3 separate regions of the Rattus norvegicus genome follow, and regions 1 and 3 are each linked to region 2. The links are chromatin contacts, called in public Hi-C maps. All regions are on one chromosome and are shown on one strand. Each heading gives the region's core, a stretch centred on a gene start, on an enhancer-like site or on the middle of the called end of the contact. The rest is flanking DNA. Distances are from core to core; before and after follow the strand shown.

What was found. Hi-C and Micro-C count contacts between places; a contact is called where the count stands out from the background.
Region 1: a contact with region 2 is called in a Hi-C map of Schwann cells, with 5 times the contacts expected there. The contact joins the enhancer-like site here to the promoter of Runx1 in region 2. A contact is called at or near these places in 3 of 12 Hi-C or Micro-C datasets (the Rat2 cell line, Schwann cells and mammary epithelial cells).
Region 3: a contact with region 2 is called in a Hi-C map of the A7r5 cell line, with 2.2 times the contacts expected there. The contact joins the enhancer-like site here to the promoter of Runx1 in region 2. A contact is called at or near these places in 5 of 12 Hi-C or Micro-C datasets (the A7r5 cell line, the Rat2 cell line, liver and 1 more).

The regions. Positions count from the first base shown.
Region 1 is chr11:45,347,274-45,349,973 of GRCr8, reverse strand. The region is part of intron 4 of Runx1 (RUNX family transcription factor 1); the gene reads left to right. Among named protein-coding and RNA genes, the nearest start is that of Runx1, 73 kb to the left of the region's middle. Within about 2 kb of position 1,408, at least 14 of the 93 cell types and tissues checked have an H3K27ac peak or open chromatin away from gene starts, as enhancers often do. A contact at or near this core is called in Schwann cells, where this site is marked.
Region 2 is chr11:45,419,912-45,422,611 of GRCr8, reverse strand. Runx1 (RUNX family transcription factor 1) reads left to right here and starts at 1,287. Exons shown (of 6, transcript NM_017325.2): 1 at 1,287-1,955. The coding sequence starts at 1,686.
Region 3 is chr11:45,506,643-45,509,342 of GRCr8, reverse strand. It overlaps a transcript of Runx1 not described here. Among named protein-coding and RNA genes, the nearest start is that of Runx1, 87 kb to the right of the region's middle. Within about 2 kb of position 1,417, at least 6 of the 93 cell types and tissues checked have an H3K27ac peak or open chromatin away from gene starts, as enhancers often do. A contact at or near this core is called in the A7r5 cell line, where this site is marked.

The DNA of each region.
Region 1 (2,700 bases), core at 159-2,658, 73 kb after region 2:
TGGCAGATTTCTGTTTGCCTTTCTGAATCAGAGCATGGGGCAGGAATTCCTCTGTGAGTGGAGATTGCCCCCAGATGAATCTGCCTTTATTAGTTTATGTCTTTGTTAAGAGCACCAGGGATTAGTTTATGAAAGCGCGCATAACTCTTATCTTCAAAGGTCTCCCCTGTATGGCAGACTCCGCCTCGCCAACCTGCGTTATTAATCCATTGCCGTCCCAATTAGTTCACACCAAGGTCAACTACTTGGGGTGTGCAGAGAGGGGCCGCAAACATAAGTGAGCGATGCCCCCTCCTGTGGTTCTCCCACGAAAATGAGAGATTACGGGGCAGGGAATGCAGAAGCAGGAACGGTCCGGTGCCTCCGTGCTTCAGAGTGAAGACACCCAGGAAGCCTAAATGACCCAAAGCTTAAGTAGAAATGTAAGATCCCCTGGGCATGGGAGGGTCTCAGCCCCCTCTTCCCCGCCCTATTCCCCATGGCAAGCATCTGCGTATTTAGCAACCTCACTGTGTCTGAGAACATTTGCTGGGCATGGAGGAAGAGCCTTGTATTTACAGCGTGTGATAAGCAATGTCCTAGCCACACATCCCACTGTCATCTTGAGGCCACACAGCAGGAGGGAGGGTAAGGTATGTGAGGGCTGCATCTCTCCAGCTGGACAACAAGACCCTTCCTTATGTAATGAGAATATGCTTCCCCGATCTACCATTATTTCTAGGCCACTGAAGACCAAAAGGAAGGGCAGCGTTTCGTGCTGGTTGTGCTGGACAGTCAGCCAGGACAGTTCTTGGGAAAGAGGAATGTGTTAGAACAACCCAGATTAGAACAGCCAGGAATCATGAAAGGTTGATCCCCTCATCAGGAAGACCCTGGACTTATTTATCAGATTCTTCTGATGTAGGGAGAGACCTGGGCACAGCCTGACTACAAGATAGGTAAAGGCGGGGAGGGGAGGGAGCACCCCACCCCCACCCCACAACTCTCACTGTGCTACACTGCTCTCCTGGCTTCGCTTTGGGGAATCGACTCCATGAGCCCAAGTCCGATGCGTAGGAAAGGAAAAAACAGCAGTGACCAGGGTTCAGGCCGGAGGGAACAGTCGAGTAAGACCAGACCAGCACTCCCACCCTACCCCACCACACACACACACACATACACGGAGCATGAAGATATGGGGGCAGACACTGACTGGATCTCTCTTGCAAACACTTACCAAAGGGGGCTAGGCACTTCATATTTGGGGAATTTTTCTAATTCCCTGTGTTGGAATGTTCTTTGTGAGTTGGGAGTGTGGAATGAGAGCTCTTAAAGCAAGAACAACCGTCTGACATGACTCACACCTCAGGAGACAAAGAACAATGAGTATCTCTGACTTGCAATTCAGCTTCCAGACCCTGTGTCCCAGCAGGAACTGCGCCACCCACCCCGCCACAAGCCTGCGTTCCACTGAGTGGGTACAGGACTCCCTCTGGAGCTGTGGTGTTCAGGGAGGGGACGCTCACACTGTGTCTTGACGCTGGCACTCAGCCACGGGAACCACACACATATGGTTGTGGGAACCACAGTTTGCACCCCCAGAAGTCTGGCTGGCTCAGGCAGGTCCCATTCCTGGTAGCCTCCTGGTGTCTCTGCTATGCGGAGCACCAGAGTGTGGATAAGGAGTCTGTGCTGGACAAAGGTCAAGCCCTCCTCACTCTGGACACCGTTACCATTCCCTGAAAGGGTAGCAAGGGGAGATGGCCTCGCCTCTTCATACCAGCAACAGAACTGACAGTGATCAGGCCAAGGTCCCATTCACCCTCCCAGTATCTCGCAGGCCGATGCAATGACCCCTCTTCACAGGAGGGGAGTGTCCCCGAAATAAGCCACTTGCCTCAACGGAAAACAGGCAAACCAGTGTCTCCATTGCAACCTCTGAGACTTGAAAGTCGTCCCCTTGCTCTATCACTGCCTGAGCACTGTTGGTTCAGGAATGGGGGACAGCACAGAGGTGAGGTACCCAGAACCTAGAGATGCTTGGGGTCCCCGCACAAGCCGTAGCACAGCCGGCATCCTCTGTTCTGTTGGGGGAGTATTTTAGAGGATACTGCCCTGGATTCTTCTTTTCTGTCCTCACCAATATGAATTTCTCTTCAGACTCTGCTGTAGAATGAATGCTGTAATCCCTACTTAAGACCCTGGTCAGAGGAACACAGGGGACAGGAACTGAGTTCTGCCCTTTAAGACGCCTTAGAAATTGACATGCAGGTCTAACATTTAACAAATGTTAGGCAGGTTGAGCACTCACAGGAAACACTGCGGGTCAGGTGGCTGGGGTAGAGGTGACCTCTGCCCTCCCATCAGAGGTCCCAAGTGTTGACTCAGTGACAGCCCCCGGCACAGAGATCTGAGTGCTGCACAGGTAGTGGTGATCCCCAAAGGAAGCAAGGCCACCCAATGGCATGACAGAGTCTGGAGTAGGTCGGACTTCACTCTAGGCTGGGCCCGACTGACATCGTCTGAGCAATAGACCCACTTCTGCAATCCCAAAGAGAATGGTCACTCCTTTCTTGGTGCCTTCAATCACGCTAAGGCATGTTAAGGACCCTCATAAAGCCTCAGCCGTTCACTTAATGTGATCTGCCCAAGGGACAGCTCTCACTGCATGGAATTGTCAGAAGACAGTCAGTGCTTCCCGGAGACCCAGAGCAGACTGGA
Region 2 (2,700 bases), core at 38-2,537:
GCGCGGCAGCCGGCCGCGCCCAGCCTGATACCGGAAAGGCCTGTGATTGGCCGTCGGTCTCCCCTATGCAAACGAGCTGAGGGAATGGAATTCCTCGGGCCGGGCTTACAGTAAAAGCACGTTCATTTCCAGGCACTCTCATTCATAGAGCCAGCGGGCGCGGGCAGGACGGGCGCCCCGCGGCCGGACCCAGCCAGGGCACCACGCCGCCCGGCCCCGCGGCTGGCACTTCCATCCTGAGCTACCGGAGACGCAAGAAAGTCACCCTTTGCCGCTCTTCTTAGATCTGCGTTGGACCTCCTTGTTTTCCTTTTCTTTTTGTTTTTCCTTTCTTACTTTTGAATGAACCGGCGTCTAGGCTTTGGATGTTTCAACTTTTCTCCTGGCTGTAAACTTTTCTCCGATTGTTTCTTTTGACAACTGCGGGAGAAAGTGTTCCGGGCTTCCAGGCGAGCGGTGAAGTTGCGTGTGCGTGGCAGGGTGCGTGGGAGTGAGCGTGTGTAACTCGAGTCTACTGGTCTACGGCGCCTCCTCCCAGGCCCGCTCCACCTGCTGCGGTTACACGGTGCTCGCTCGTGGGTATTTGTGCGCCCCAGCAGAAAACCAGCCAGCGCCGGGCGACGTTGGAGGAAGATCATCTTGCTACTGCCAGAGTCTGGGCTGACTCACTCAACCAATGTAGACAGTGGCTGACTTCCGAAGAGTGCATGTCTGCCTGTGTGTGTGTGACCCAACTGCGGCTCAACTCCCACCAAACCACAGGATCAGCCACAAACTTAACCATCGTTCCCAAACCAGAGTCCTCAGCTGTGGGAAGCTCTACCCTGAGTGTCATCGAATTTGATTTTTTTTTTAAGATTAGCTAGAGATCTTCGTAAAGTACTGACCATTTATTTGGCCAGAATTTATTGAGAGAATAATGACAAGTGCTTCTATCCCAGTCTTCTAACTACTGAAGCTGATTTTCAAGGCTACTTAAAAAAAAAAAAAAAAAACTGCGGCGAACATTAATGGATTTCTGTTGTGTTTAAATTCTCTACAGATTGTATTGTAAATATTTTATGAAGTAGATCATGTGTATATATCTATATATACGAGCACATACATTAGTAGCACAATCTTTGAAAGTTGGCGGCTCTCGCTTTTGAGAACGAAGTGAGTTTTTCATGGTAAGAGGGGCGCTCTGTATGGAAGACACTCCCAAGTTTTGTATTTTGTTGAGACTTTAAACAAAACTGACCCGCAAGAAAGAAAAACAAACTGACAGGCAATGAACTGCTGGAACTTCCAAATCTAGTTTGTTTTTTTTTTTTTTCTGGTCATTTTTTTTAATTCTGCGCATAAATATTTTAGGACGCATACGGGAATTTTGCCTCCGGGACCGTTTGTAATAGCCAAAGACTGAACTCCAAACTCTGAAAGCGAGGCTCCTTGGGGCATTTGACTTTGAATTCTGGGTTGCCCACTTTTCAATGCACTAAGCGGCCAGTTGCTAACCCTGCCTGGGTGTAAGGCCGATCCGCGTAACTAGATCTCAGTCCTGCTACCCCCACAACCCTCCGGTAGTAATAAAGGCTCCTGAACTTGTATGTTGGTCTCCCGGGAGCAGCTTGCAGAAGATCCGAGTCCCTGTCGCCGTCTAGTAGGAGCTGTTTTCAGGGTCCTTACTCAATCGGCTTGTTGTGATGCGTATCCCCGTAGATGCCAGCACGAGCCGCCGCTTCACGCCGCCTTCCACCGCGCTGAGCCCCGGCAAGATGAGCGAGGCGCTGCCGCTGGGCGCCCCGGATGGCGGCGCCGCCCTGGCCAGCAAGCTGAGGAGCGGCGACCGCAGCATGGTGGAGGTACTAGCTGACCACCCCGGCGAGCTAGTCCGCACCGACAGCCCCAACTTCCTCTGCTCCGTGCTGCCCACTCACTGGCGCTGCAACAAGACCCTGCCCATCGCTTTCAAGGTACTCCTGTCTAGAGAGGGTGGCGGGAGGAGCAGGTGGAGGCCGGCCGCTGGCCAGAGTGAGCCTAGGGGGCAGAGGCTAAGGCGGCTTCTAGAGAAGGGTGCTGCCTGTATAAGCCTCTGTTTGGTCCTTCTCACTGAGTTTGGGATGGGGGGGAGGATGCTGCGTTGCCGTGGCGACCCTCGGAAGGGACCCACCTTGGCCACCCGCAGAGGTATCCAAGAGAGAGTTTTGGTTGTTTTGGTTTTTGGTTTTTTTTGGGGGGGTTTTTTGTTTTTTGTTTTTTAATTTTTATTTTTTAAGATAATCCCAGAACATCTGCCAAGGACCTTCCTTATCTTTGCTACGAAATTAGAAAAAGTTAGAACCTTGGAGCGGGCCAGTCCATCTTCCTTAGTTAGGCTCCCTGGACCTCTGGATGGACACCCATCTCTCAAATGAAGAGATAGATGGACACCTATCTCTCAAATGAAGGCATCGGGAAATAAAATAAAAGATGCTTTACTATCTTCCGGTCAGTAAAAATAAACCAAGGGGACGCCAGGGATCCCACCCCCCACCCCGCCGGTTCGTTTGTTTTTTGTTTTGTTTTTTTTTTTAACCGCCCTATAGGATTCGGATTCAGCGTGTCCAAAGTCCGCGGCAGGCGTAGTTAAGTTTGCCAAAGTCCGGAGGAGTTTTTCGAGCCTGTAGCCTGCTCCTGCCAGAAGCCGCTAGTAGTGAATCCTGTTGCTTTTTCTGGAAC
Region 3 (2,700 bases), core at 168-2,667, 87 kb before region 2:
GCCTGAGAAACACACACACACACACACACACACACACACACACACACACACACACACACAGGCACAGAAGCCCAGCATCTCCCCCACCAACCCCTCACTTCCCTCAGGCCCCAGCAGCTCTTCCAGGTAGGGGAAAAAAAAACATGGTCCTTTCGGGGAACACTGGGCCTGGCTGCCAACTCCCGTCGACGCCGGGCACCAGGAGTCTCTGTGTTCCCTCCTGCCAAGGTCAGAGCAGGCTGCCTGCGGACTCATCTTTTTTATTGCTGGACCTGAGGTGGAGAAACCAAATTTGTTTCTGGCCACGAGTTGGCCTCTGTTGTTACCGCAGCCGGACATTCTGACAACTGACTGAGTGTTAACCAAGAGTGCCAAGACGATGTGTGTGTGTGTGTGTGTGTGTGTGTGTGTGTGTGTGTGTGTGAACATGTGACCGTCACATGGCCAAAGGCCACCCAACGTGTGAGCTCTGCCTTGTTTGATTTCTCTCATCATCTTTTGGAAAGTGGACTTATTTTATTGTGATGTAACTGTCTGAAATTACAGCATTATCTGGTGACTGCCACATGGCCTTCAGTAGTGTGTTACCTACGTGGGGTGTGACCCACAATCAGGCTCTCTGCTTAACCTATCCTCGGTGTCTAGAACCACACCAGGTCACCTATGGGATCCGTGTGTTGTTTGTTGTTGCTCTTGTTTACGTTTGAGATGAGATACCAATTGGTTACCTCCAGCCGCTGGAACGTCGCCTGGGTTCTTGGTTTCTGCCCTGGTTCGCTGGAGCTGCCTACCTATACCAGAATTAGGGAAACCACCAGTCTCTCACACCTTGGTATGTGTGAACCAAGAGGTTGTCCCAAATGGGGTGTGTAGAACAGAAAAGGGAGAACAAGAGCTCTGAGTGTGCCAAACTGGATCTTCTCACTCTTCTGAATAAAATCTATTGATATAGATTCTGTGAGAATCCAAGGGTCCCCAAGCTAGGAAAGACACGCACTCTAGATTCTTGTCCTGAAGGTGCCCTGCCTCTGGTCGGCTACTAGATGAGACTGGAGCATCCCTGGACACACCCAACTGCAGACTCAAGGGACTGTCACATGCAGCGAGTCAAAAGCATGAGACGGCATCGTAGGTGTGGGAGAGATCTGTCTGAAAACGAGCCGCAGGATGTTGGATCTCCATTCCTTAGCTCTGCAGCCAAGGGAGGAGGAGGCAATTGATCCTCTGTAGACATCGCAAACTACAGGTCTCGGTCTCTTGGTGCAGGTGGTCCCAGTAGCCAGGGAAGAGAGGAGAGGTCCCCAAGCCAGGCACAGGAACACTCCGAAAGCAGTGGGTGATGTCACAGTGCTCAGCAGAGTGGACCTGGAATGGCAGGAGGCGGTGGAATCCAAGGGCGACTGGACTCCAGTCTGAGTCACAGATCACCCTTGCACGTCTGTCCTCAACGGCTCCTGCTTGGAGAATTCCAGTCAGTTCATAACCAGTAGTTCCTGGAGCACCTTGGTCAACTCCTGCCAGAGCAGAAGGGGTCAGCAAAAGTCATCCCTTCTCGATGGAAACCCAATCCTGGTCTGTGACTCCAGGGCCACCCCTGGATCGGGACGCAAGCCACTTCTCAGACTGAATCTTGTCGTGCTGCTTGGGGCTCTGTCTCATGGACCAAGCTCATCCATAGTACAGTGCCTTCCAGGCCCCCCCAGGAAACCTTGTTGTTCATTTGTTTGCTTCTTTGTTTAACCTTTACTTTGTGATGGATTTAAGTGAATTCCTGTTTATGCTGAAAATCCAAAGCACTTCTCTGTTCATTCCTGGTTATCTTCTTTGTTAAGATAAAAATCAGTCTCCCTCCCTCCTTTTCCCTCTCCCCTCCCTTCTTCTCCCCCTTCCCTCCTCACCTCCCTCCTTCCCTCCCTCCTTCCTTCCCTCTCCCTTTTTGGTTTTATGTGAATTTTTGTTAATGATGTCAGACTTCAAAAGAAGCTTCACAGCCATTTCTATCCCAGCAGACTTGTGCTAGGATTCAGTCTCTGTCTTGGAGAAAGCCCTGTGTTGCTAACATGTGTCTCACCTCCCATTGACTCTGGCCCCTGTCTCCCCTCCCTCACACAGCAAAGCCCCTCCACTTTCTCTCACCCTGAATTACTGTCAGGAATCAGCAGCTGTCCCTGTGCCAGCCCCTGAGCTCCAGTGACTTCATTCTTCCCTGCTGTCCCAACACCCTAATCTTCCTGCTCCCCGCCTGTGTCAGCGCCTTGAGCCCCTGGCATGCCTGGCTTTCCTCAGCAACTGCCTAAATGATTCCTGTTCTCGCTCAGTCCCCAAAGGCCTGGCCACAAGGTGGATGAAGCCAGAGCTAATTGAATCTTTGGGTGATGATTCACAGAAGTAAGCCTGACTGTCTGACCCAAAAAACCACACAGTGGGGAGTTTAGAAGCCAGCAGTCAAAACAGCCTTCTGGGTTCAGCCATTGATTGAAGTTCAAAGGAACACAGATGGAAGTCAGTAATGAGGAGGGTGGGCCCAAGAAATACACTTACCTGGGCATGAAGCCTCACGGGTGAGGTTTCCCCAGGCCCTTAAATCATGCTAGTAGCATTGGGACTGGCTTCAGGGACAGTGAGGCCCACTGGGCGGGGCTCTGACTAGGCAGGGAAGAGCTGGGTGGCCAAGTCCTCCAAAGACTGCTGTAACTGATC